Linked DNA regions of Arachis hypogaea: region 2 is linked to region 1. A link is a contact called in public Hi-C data. All regions are on one chromosome and are shown on one strand. The core of a region is the stretch at or near the end of the contact, and the rest is flanking DNA. Distances in the headings are between cores, read along the strand shown.

What was found. Hi-C and Micro-C count contacts between places; a contact is called where the count stands out from the background.
Region 2: a contact with region 1 is called in a Hi-C map of leaf, with 4 times the contacts expected there. The contact joins the promoter of LOC112796364 here to the enhancer-like site in region 1. A contact is called at or near these places in 4 of 8 Hi-C or Micro-C datasets (all in leaf).

What each region holds. Positions count from the first base shown.
Region 1 is chr4:14,623,871-14,629,544 of arahy.Tifrunner.gnm2.J5K5, reverse strand. No RefSeq gene overlaps it. Among protein-coding and RNA genes, the nearest start is that of LOC140184403, 4.8 kb to the right of the region's middle. Within about 2 kb of position 3,679, at least 3 of the 3 cell types and tissues checked have open chromatin away from gene starts, as enhancers often do.
Region 2 is chr4:14,666,138-14,671,952 of arahy.Tifrunner.gnm2.J5K5, reverse strand. LOC112796364 (beta-D-xylosidase 1) reads right to left here and starts at 1,945. Exons shown (of 5, transcript XM_025838785.3): 1 at 1,039-1,945. The coding sequence starts at 1,497.

The DNA.
Region 1 (5,674 bases), core at 2,430-4,929:
AATTACAAATTAGTCTATGATATTTTTGAATACTAGATAAATTAGTTTCTAATAAAATAAAAAAATATATTTATTATATTTTAAAATTTTATAATTTAATCCATTTTTCGTACTATTTTTATTTTAAAATTAAAGATTAATTGTTATATTTTAAAAAAATAGAGACTAATTTATTATCATTAGTTTATTATAAATTATAATATTTTAGAAGATTTGAGAATAAGTTTCTATTCATTTTATTAAAGATTAATTTATTTAAAATAATAATTATTAAAGAATAAATTTAGAGTATGATTCGTTGAATATTTATCATGTATGTCCTTACTAATATTATTATACAAACCAAACTACAATAAATAAAGATCACAGTATAACTCAGGGTGTAGAGGAATGAATTATTATTTGGTTTGGTTTCACATCCACAAGAGAATATGAAGTGGGGCCCATGTTGATAGAAAGTTGGAACCAAGTCTAGGAATAATATGCAATGCAAGAAACTTCTTCAATCAAATCATGTTAGTTATAATATTGAAAATGTAGTATCCATTATTATTATTATTATTATTATTATTATTATTATTAGATTAAAAAGACAATTAAGACTTAAAAATTTTAATTTTGGACTAATTAATTTTTGAAAGAAAAAATATCAATTTAACTTTCTATAATAATAAATGATGGACACATTATGTTTTTTTATTAATTTATTACGTAAAAGTTAATTGTAGTGCTTATATATACTATTAATTACTGTGATGTGTTTATTTATGAAAAATTATTATATAAATACTAATTTTTTGAACAAAATTTTACTTGTTTTGATAAAGATTCATAATAAATAGAGAATAATTAATAAAAGTTGTATAAAAATTCAAAAGATAATGAATATTTTACAGTATAAAACTACATTATTTCATATTCATATGACAGTAACAAGACACACACCACTGTAGATAATAAAATACATGTGCAATTTTGTTTTGTTTCGCACTATCAATTGGCAGAAGAACATACATGTCTATTGTTTATTATCATATAGTGTTACATCAAATAAAATAAATTATAAGTTGAAGATGTTGCAATTGGCGTTGAAAGTTGTATGTGACAAGTTTTGTTGAGTGTGATGAATTTTTGTTGAAGAAAGGTTACCGATAGAAAAAAGGTAATTAATTCGATGAGGTTTGTCGTTAAAGTAAAACAGAGCGGTTAACTAATGTTAGATTTGATCGTCTAAAAAGCGGAAGATAATTACATAATTTATGCATCTGGCAGAAATAACTATTTTTAAGATTTTTTATGAAGAACATGTGGCAAGATATGATTAGTTAAAAAAATTTATAAATGTACAAAATTTAGAAAAAATAAAAGCTAAAATTTATTTTCAAAAGATACTCTTGCACATTTATATATCTCAATAATTTTCTGAATCTGTTACAAACTTTTTTTCTATAAAATTCTTTATATGTCTTTACATTTTTTTTAAATTTCTCTATACTTTTTTTATGCAAGCTATTTCATTTTAGTAAAGTAATCTTGTCTTTTTCTTAAAGCTTTCGAATTATTCATTTTATTTTTGAAAAGTCTTTTAACTTTGTAGAAGTTTTTTTATTTCATTTTATCATGTAACCCTTTTCTTATAATTTAAGTCTTTAAATTTCAATTTACATTTTATTGTTTCTTTTGTTCTGTTTAAAGAGAAATTTTTGGTGTATATTTGAAAAATTGATACTCAAAATAAAAAAAAAAGTAAATTTTACTCCCATATCATTAAATATCAAACTAATTTAAAATTAATTAATTTAAAATTAAAATCTTCAAAAATTTAATGGTTATTATTATTATTATTATTATTATTATTATTATTATTATTATACCAAGAGGATTACTTGGAATGACCAATTTGCGAGAATTTCTTTTAATTTGCATTATCCTGCAGGTAGTTCGATTTTATCTTACGCCACCTTCATTTTCTTCCCTCAAAAATAAATAAATAAAAAATCCGAGCTTCTAGATGTTACAGGTCATTGCTCTGATCACCACAAAACAAAGAATGTATTAACAAATTATATAAATATGTATATAAGTCCAAGATTCTTGCATAGAGGATATGGTAACGCTTTTTAATATACAAATAGACGATTTGATTCGATGTTATAACAAATTCAATCCTTGAATATATAGATAGTGGCAGACCAATAATCCATTGGTGTGTATGTGCACTGCAAACCTTAATTTGTGGATCATTCTTTGCGTCCTTCCAATAATCATGATTTCTTTTGTTATATGTGCATGTATAGAACGTTATCACTCCTTATTATCACCAACCCTAACTTTTGGATCATCAATTCTTTTTTAGCCTTTCGATATTCATCTGTTATATGTTCATGTATTCAGACATGCCTTGATATTTTAGAACATCAATAATAAATTGGTGAAAAAACTCAGATGCAGTAGACTTACGTGATGTTAAAATTGAGAGTTATTAGATAATTTGATTTATTTGACTAAATTTTCATCTAACGATTCTCAATTATCAACTTCACGTAAAGTCGACTACACCTGAATTCTCACCTAGCAAATTAATAGAAAGAATCACTGCGTTAAAATTTGTTACAACTTCAATGAATTATTTTGTCTATGTATTAGACACAGTTTAGACGAGATATTTATTTGATACACGTATATTTTTATGTTTAATTTATTTTAATAAAAATTAAAAAATATTTTTTTGAATATCATTTGATACATTCAAATAACATTATGTACTTATTAATATTTTTAATTTATATTCTTAAAATAAGTGTAGGATTAGTATATATTATTATTTATAAAATAAATAATATCTTAAATAATCTTTATATTTAAAAATATCATTAAAAATATTAAAAAATTAGTTTGTATTTTAGTATTAATAAAATATTAAGATATTATTGTAAGACTTGCACTCTACGAAATATTTCACTTGGTAACGATTAATTCAATTATAGACAATTCCTCTTTTGCCTATAACCCTCCACCAATAATCCTCTTTGATCGGTTAATTCTAAATGAAAGCACCATTTCATAACGAGCATAAATTCTTAAAAAAAAAAATTGCATAAAAAATCTATATAGTGGAAAAACCCGAGCGATATCTTATGTTTAATACAAGACTAATTTCATATAACTTTAAACCATGCATTCAAATATATTACTACTAGAAGTATCAATCTTGATTTTTGGATCATAGGTTATTTACAGCCTTTGAATAACGATGTTATATTAAAGTGTCATTTTGATCCTTAAACAAAAATATAGGTGTATATTAAAATTAGTTACCAAAATTAATTATTATTATATATTATTTTATATTACTAATTAATTTTAATAGCTGATTTTAGTGCACATCTAGTATTACATGTTTTTAAATATCCACGGAAAAACTCGTTTTAAGATATTTAATTTTCTTTAGTACCTTAAGAATTAATTCCATTTAAGCCAATAAGTTCTATTAGTAATTGTCCCCGACATGTGATCCGAGAATTTGAGGGGGAAAATAGGATTATGCTGATAAGCCTATCAAGAAAATGTCTTGCATTTTGTCTAGTAGGGCCCAAATTTCAGTTCCGTTTAAGTCAAGTAACCAATGTTTATGGCCCAACAAAGAAGATAATTTTGGATAAGGCTTTAAGGTTTTGTTGTCCAAAATCATCATAACCATTTTATTATGGATAACCACACATTAACATACAACAGTCCTAGTCACACATGTCATGTCACAAACAAGATCAAGAACTAACCATTCTTTTATTTTTTAATTACATGATCCTCAATGCCACAAATTAATTACAACTTGCTCATCTTGGACCTGAAGAACATGATTATGATTCAGCTAGTTGGTTCGAACATTAACTATTGTGCTAAGCACCACTGATTAAAAAGAAAGCACCATTATTTGAGTATATTAGCATCAAGCAGCACAAAAAAATTCTAAAAGATGATTAAAAGGTTACTCTTCAGTTTCAATTTCAAATTTTATAACTAGTTCAAGCCTAGAGAATAACAGCTCAATATTTAGATACAGTACTATTCAGAATGTGGATCCTAAAATTCAAGCTATTGGTTTTTTGTTGGGCAACTCAAAATATTTAAGTGCAACCTACCTCAATCATGACACTATTAGTTAAGAGGCCCAATTATCATTGGATCGGCTAGGTCCTTTAAGTAATTGAGCTAGCATACTGGCTACATCAAACTATCAGCTACAATATCATGAAAAAAGAAACCTATAACCTATGATTCGAGTTAAACTTCAAGGTAGTTTTTTATATTAGCAATATAAATCAAAATAGTTCTTTAAATTTCAATTCTACCGATTACATATCGTTTTTGAAATTGGCAAAAAATACCAATCCTTTTCTAGCAACAATTAAACTAAGAATCCTTTAAAAGTTGTACAATATTTAGTCTTTTATTACAATAATTTAAGAAAAATAAAACAAACACATCTAAAAATTCTAAATAGATTTAATATCTTTTTAAAATTAAATACACATTCAAAATACAAACTAAATAAAACTGAAATTTAAAATTTAAAATTTAAATTTTTATTTCAAATTTAATATATTTAATTATTAATGTATTACAATTTAAATACACATCCAAAAATTAAATTAGTTAGAATTCAAAATTTGGTAATTCTACTTGCAAAATTCTAAAAAAATTTGGTTGAGTTTATCCGTGAAAATATGTTATCTTTCTTTTTTCACTTAATAAAATGTTCTATTTTTTTAAATTTATGTATAATATTAGAAGTGTCTGTATTTTTTTTAGAGTTGTAATGTTAATCTAATTTAGACGTGTCAATACTTAATTTTGGATGTGTTTATATTGTTCATTATGTTCTTATGTACATATATAAATTTTTTTACATGAATTTTGGATGTGTAGATAAAATATTTAGAGTGCATTCTTATAATTTTGGATGTGTATTTAAGTTTAATTTTAGATGTGTTTTAAAAATATTTTGAATAAAATATCATACTATCAGATATGTTATAATTAAAAAATATGACCATACCATCTACATCTTCCCTCTTAAACTTCAGATTTTTTTTTCTTTATTCAAACTACTTACGTACAAAGTACTTTATTTGTAACAACTCTATTAATAAAATTAAATAAGAATGTTCCAATTAAATAAGAATAGAATTTTTATATTTATTTTAAATATAATTAAAAATGTTAAACATGATATTTCTTAACAAATTACATAAACACATGTGTGAAAAATAATGACACCTTTCACCAATACAAAACGAGAAAGTACTTCAACTGGAAGGTGGTAATACGTCTTCACTAATGAAGACGAGAGGGAGAACTTAGTAGAAAGGTACTTTTTTTTTGTTTTGGATTCACTAATGTAGTGTGAATATCCTATAGAATAAGAAATAAAAAAATTTTATTTGTTAGGTGAAGTTAAGTAAAAAAAACAAAGTCACATTAACTAACTATGATATGAAGTGGATGGCTTTTAAAATTTAAATTAAATTCATTTATAGATATGTATCTACAAAATAAGAATATATTTCAATAAAAAAATAATTAAATATTATTTAAATTTGATTAAAGATTGATTAGTGTTGTACAACTAGCATTTTTCTTTTATCAAATGTCTCATTATGTCGTTAAAAAC
Region 2 (5,815 bases), core at 696-3,195, 44 kb before region 1:
GACCCATTTGGCTACTGTCTGTATTCGAAGCCAATAATATGTTATGTTATCATATATATACTTTAGAGTTTAGATGGTTGTATGGAAAAATGATTAATTTAATCATAATTGGCCGAAAAGGAGAACCAATCAATGAATGAACAGCCTAACTGATGGATGAAAGGAAAAGTTGAGTGTATACTTCGCCACTCCTTTCCTTTTTTTTTAAATAAAAAATAAGAATTAAGAGCTTAAAGGATGAAAAGGATATATTATATATATTTATATGTCAACATTAGTTTCTTACATTTGAATAATCACAACTTATTGCTTATTCCTGACATATATATTAAGAGATATATAAAAAAAGTCTATTATATAAAAATTTAATTCCTGACATAATTCATAGTTTAATACTTTTAATCTGGCGATTCAGCACTATATTTTTAACTAATATTTTTAATTAAATATAAACAAAAAATAATAAAATTATATTGGTTCTATAGTATTACTGTTTTATTATTAATACTCAATTCTTTAATTTTACACGTGAGCTTTCTATTTTTTTTTTGCCGAAGAAAAATGATTCATTTTCTTACAATATCATATTAAGATGAAAATTCATATACAATTATTATCTTTACTTAAAGTTATTAATAAAAAACTATTAAATAATTTAATAAATTTAACTAAATTATTATTTAATCATATTTAACTATCAACAAAAAACAACTGCTTCCACGCATTCAAAACTCAAAGGAGCACCATCATTGCTAGTTATAAACAACAAGAGTCACGCACACACATAAAAGTGCGTAAAAGTGAGAATAAAATGATAATATAAAAATGTTAAGAATCAACATTTTAATTATTTTTAATGAAAAGATAATTAATTAATTTTAGTCTAAATAAATAAAAGAAGCTTTCTTATGTATCAATATTTTATGAATATGGATAAAGTATTGCATCCAATTAGTGAGTTGTGTTGTTTAACTGTTGAGAAAATGATGCATGGAGTAATGAAACGGCTACAGATGGAGAACGATGAAGAAATCTTACCCGACCGATTTCAAGCCATAGAGATTGGTTGAAAGAAGCAGCGGTTGTGATGACCTGAGGGAAGCTAGTGGCACCAGGGAAGGGCCCACCGAACTTAGTCCCTGGGCCCACATTAGAAACACCGTGCAAGGCCTCCGACCACCACTCATAGCCCTGAATCCCAAGCCTTGGAACCGCTATGGCGTTATTAACCACCAGCCTTATCTTCTCCGCCAATGTGAGCCTCCCTATGAGGTCCTGCACCCTCACGTGGATTGGCACGTGCGTCCAACAGAATCTCAACGTCCTCGTTAAACCGTTTTTCGGGTCACATGCAAACGGCACCCTCCCTCCTTCCGCAATTGCCACGCCCCCACTACTTATCGTTATTGTTACCACGATAACTGACACGATAACCGATGCTAACAAACTCTTGTTACCGTTGTAACAATAATTAGAACAAGAAGGGGAAGAAGCCATGTTTGAATGGTGAGTAAGTGAGAAGTGATGAATGAGGTGTGTCTTTGTGTGTTGTTGTCTATATATAGTGTGGTCATGGTGGTGGGAGTTGCGTATTTTAAAGGGTTTGAAGCTTTTTCATATCTTGATTGGGTTTCCACGTCGATCATCAAAATAATTGAAAATGAAAATCCAATTATTTGGATAAAATCATTCTAACATCCATCAACCTTATAATAAACACTTAATTAATTAATTGTATTACCATTTATTAAAAGTAGTGAGTGAGTGAGTGTGACTCGGAGTAACACGTAGTTGGACTCAGTGGGTGTGGTAGTGGTGGTGGTGGTGAATAGTGACCTACCAGTTGGTTTAAGCATATGGTAGATGCTAAAATTAAATGAACAGATTAAGTTATATGCCACAACTTAGGAAGATTGACGCATATAGAATCGTACAAAATAACAACGGAAAAGGGGGATGTCTCTATTACTCTATATATATTAATGTTAATTTAATATAATTTTGACCTTAATTTATTTTTAACTTCTTTTGTTTTTCTTTTCTGAGAAGAGTGGGTCACGGACGGGAGAATCTCTCGTTTTCTTTCACTTTGTACCGCGCGCTAATAGGCTTTCTATTCTACGGTGCATTTTTTTTTTCTTTTTCTTTCTGAAACATGGTGCTTAAAAAATAATTAATTAACAAAAATTTGTATATATAATTAATCAAAATTTATCTTTTTCATATTATTCTATTTCTTGGTCAAAAATAAATAATAGAATCAATTTTAAAAACTGTACATCTAAAGTTAAAAATTACATATCTAAAATTGGTGTTAGCATTATTAACTAATTTTTATTATTTCTTCCAAATTTATCTTTCTGTGTATATATATGTCACATACACGGGTACATAATTATTCTACCTCCTCGTCTAGGTCTTTGTAATTATTTTATAATAGAAATATAAATTTATTTTAAAGAAATAATAGATATTTAAAATTACATAAAGATCTCCTTTTTGCCAATAAATATTTTTATCTATTAAAATATTGGAAGATAGTAAAAATATGATAAAGACATAAGTTGTGTATTTTCTAAATTATAATATCTCCATATTTTTTATTCTAAAATATTAAACATATTGTAAATGAACATTAACATTTTAATTACCTAATTATATGTATTTCAAAAATGTTATTTGTACATTAAAATTAGTCATTATGTATTTATATATAAATATATGTCTTATTTAACTAATTTATAATGTGTATTTTATATTTTAACATATATTTTATATTAGTGATTAATTTTAATGTATACCTAACATAATTATATATATTTACATCTTTCGCATGAATTCAAAAGATTATGTGCAAAAGGTAAAAAACATATAGTATAGACAACAACACATAAAGACGAGAATGTTTTAATCTCAGATAAGAGTATATATTTAATAGGTTTTTAAAAAATTTTGTATTAGATATTTTTGTTTCTAAACAAATTTTATTCTATAAAGATTTTAAATTATATAAAAATAAAATATAAAAGTTTTTCTTATCACACTTTTAAAAATTTATTTATCAAAAATCTCAATGTAATAAAAAATTTTTGAATGAAAATTTTTAATTCAACATTTTTTAGAGATAATAATGTGAAGTCTACAAATGAAAGGATCATTTTAATTTGTGTTACAATAAGCTAATGTGCATTGACATTGGGAAAATTACAGAAGTCAACATACAAATTTGACGGTTTGTGAAGGGTGTTTTTTCTCTCTCCCCACCAAATACAATGACTGCTTCATTCAAAACCTCTGTTTCTGGTTGGGTGTTTACAACAATAAAATTGACCCATGAAAATTCAAAGGCATTTTTTTCATCCCCGTGATGATGTTACTGCTTCTGACTAATAAAAACTTCCCGTGACCCCATTTGCCCATAAAAGAATAATACGTACCCTGTTTTGTCCCTTTTTACCGAGCTATATTCACATCTTTCCACCCCTTTGCAACTGCTTCAATTCTTTATTATAATATCTAGAATGTTTTGTCCCTTCTTTAATACTTCTTGTTTTGAATAAACTCCGGAATTAATCTCAAATAATTCTAGATTATACCATTTGGTTTTCAATAATAGTTATTTTTAAAATTTTTTTGAAAATCCTTTTCATTAGACATTTTGATTTTTCTGTCATTTTATAAGGAGATTAATTATTTTATAGTGTAATTTTTTTATCTGATTGTCTTATAATAAAAATTTTATTAAAATTTTATTTGTCTAACAAGTATATTAGAAATTTGATTGAAAATGACTAAAAAAACAAAAATTTTGTCTAAAAAGAGTAATTATGAAAGAAGTCTAAAAAATAAAATTTTGTTAGAATCAAAATATTGGATCTAAAATATTTTGGAGACTCTTTTGTTTTCTATATATCAATTTGAGTAATTTTTTATGTGATGGGATTTTTAAGCCATTCATGTATGTTTTTTGCATTTTTATTTTAAAGGAGAAAAAGGAAGTTAATTTATTGTTAGCTTATTGAGGAATACTAATAATTTGCTAGTGAGTTTATTATTGTTCTAGTCAACATTTCCTATAACTATATATTATGAGATATACATTTTATTATTTTAATTCAGTTGGTTATCAATTCATTCCTAACAGTTCTAGAATTTTACTCTTTTTCTATTCTCTCTCTCTCTCTGGCCCGATATCTATATGGTATCAGAGCTTTCTCTCTCTCATGGCTTCCGCAACAATGTCTCTGATGCAAGTAGCACAAGCCTTCTCTAGTCCAATAGCTATGAAATTGGATGATGATAACTATCTACCATGGAAGGATCAAGTAGAATCCATGATCGAAGGATACGAGATGCTTGACCACATCACAGAAAAATCAATTCCAGTGAAGTATCTCTCCAACAGAGATGAAGCTGCCAATGTGATAAATCCAGCGTATTCGAAGTGGAAGAAGCATGATGCGTTGTTGAAGACTTGGTTACTAGCATCGATGAGCAAGCGGTTGCGACGAGAATGGTCGGTTGTATCTTCTCGCATGAAATTTGGTGCAGGTTAGAAACATACTTCGCATCTCAAATTACAGCAAAAATTAGATAATTAAAGAACAAGTTAGTCAATACGAAGAAGGAAGGATCTGTTTCAGATTATTTGCTTGAAATCAAGAAAATAGTTTATTCATTAGTATGTGTTGAAGCTGCAATTAGTGATGCTGATCATGCTGAATCTGTGTTGAATGGTTTTTCTGAGGAGAATACCTCTTTTATTACAACAATCACGGCAAAATCCAAGCCTGTGTCCATAAAAAAATTAGAAACTTTGCTGATGGCACATGAAAAATTGTTAAAAAAAGTACAAGAAACCAGATAATCTGGTGCAAGCACACTTGGCTCACACTCAATCAAACTTCTATCACTTAAGAGGTGATTTCCGTGAAAGCAGATGTGTCTTTTGTAGCAGAAGTGGTGCAAGATTTATGATAGGAGCAAGAACGGCGCAGTCTCAATTTCAAAATTACGGAAGAAGTGGTCCTAGACCGTCGCAATGCCAAGTTTGCAACAAACTTGGGCACATGACTTTCAATTGTTGGTACAGGTATGATGCCTATGGTAATGAAAGAGTTGAAGCCACGTCACATTCGTATTCAGTCTTTTTCCCAAAGTTGTGAACATCGACAGTCATGTGGTGCGTGGCTCCTGAATCTAGAAACCAATCTGGATCTTGCAGCGTTGTTGGAGCAGCAAATTCAGTATCATTCTGAAAGAGTCACCATGGACAATGGTTTAGGTTTTTCAATTAGTCGTATTGAAAGTTCAATTTTCATTTCAGATTTGAATAGAAAATAATTTTTGCCTAGCAAATTACTGCTAGTTTCAGAAATTTCAAAGAATTTGTTAAGTGTCTATCAATTTGCAAAATATAATAAGATATTTTTTGAATTTCATAATGATTAGTGTTGTCAAATGCAAGATTTTCATGGAGGTCATACTCCATGGAATAGTTGATAAAGGATTGTACAAATTCTCTGGATTCTTTCCAAAATCAAGAGATGATTTTGCTGATGCCTTACTATCTTTAGTACCTATGTTTGGAAATAACGACTGCTTGTTATGGCATGCTCGTCTTGGGCATCCATCAATTTCGGTAGTTAATCAAATTCTTAAGTCATGTCATATTTCTTTGGAATCAATAAATTTTGTGTGTTCTTCTTGTTGTATTGGAAAGGCACATCAACTTCCCTTCTCTAAATCTGATTCTCTTTACACAAAATATTTAGAATTGGTCTTTACATATGTTTGGGGACCTATCCCGGTTGCT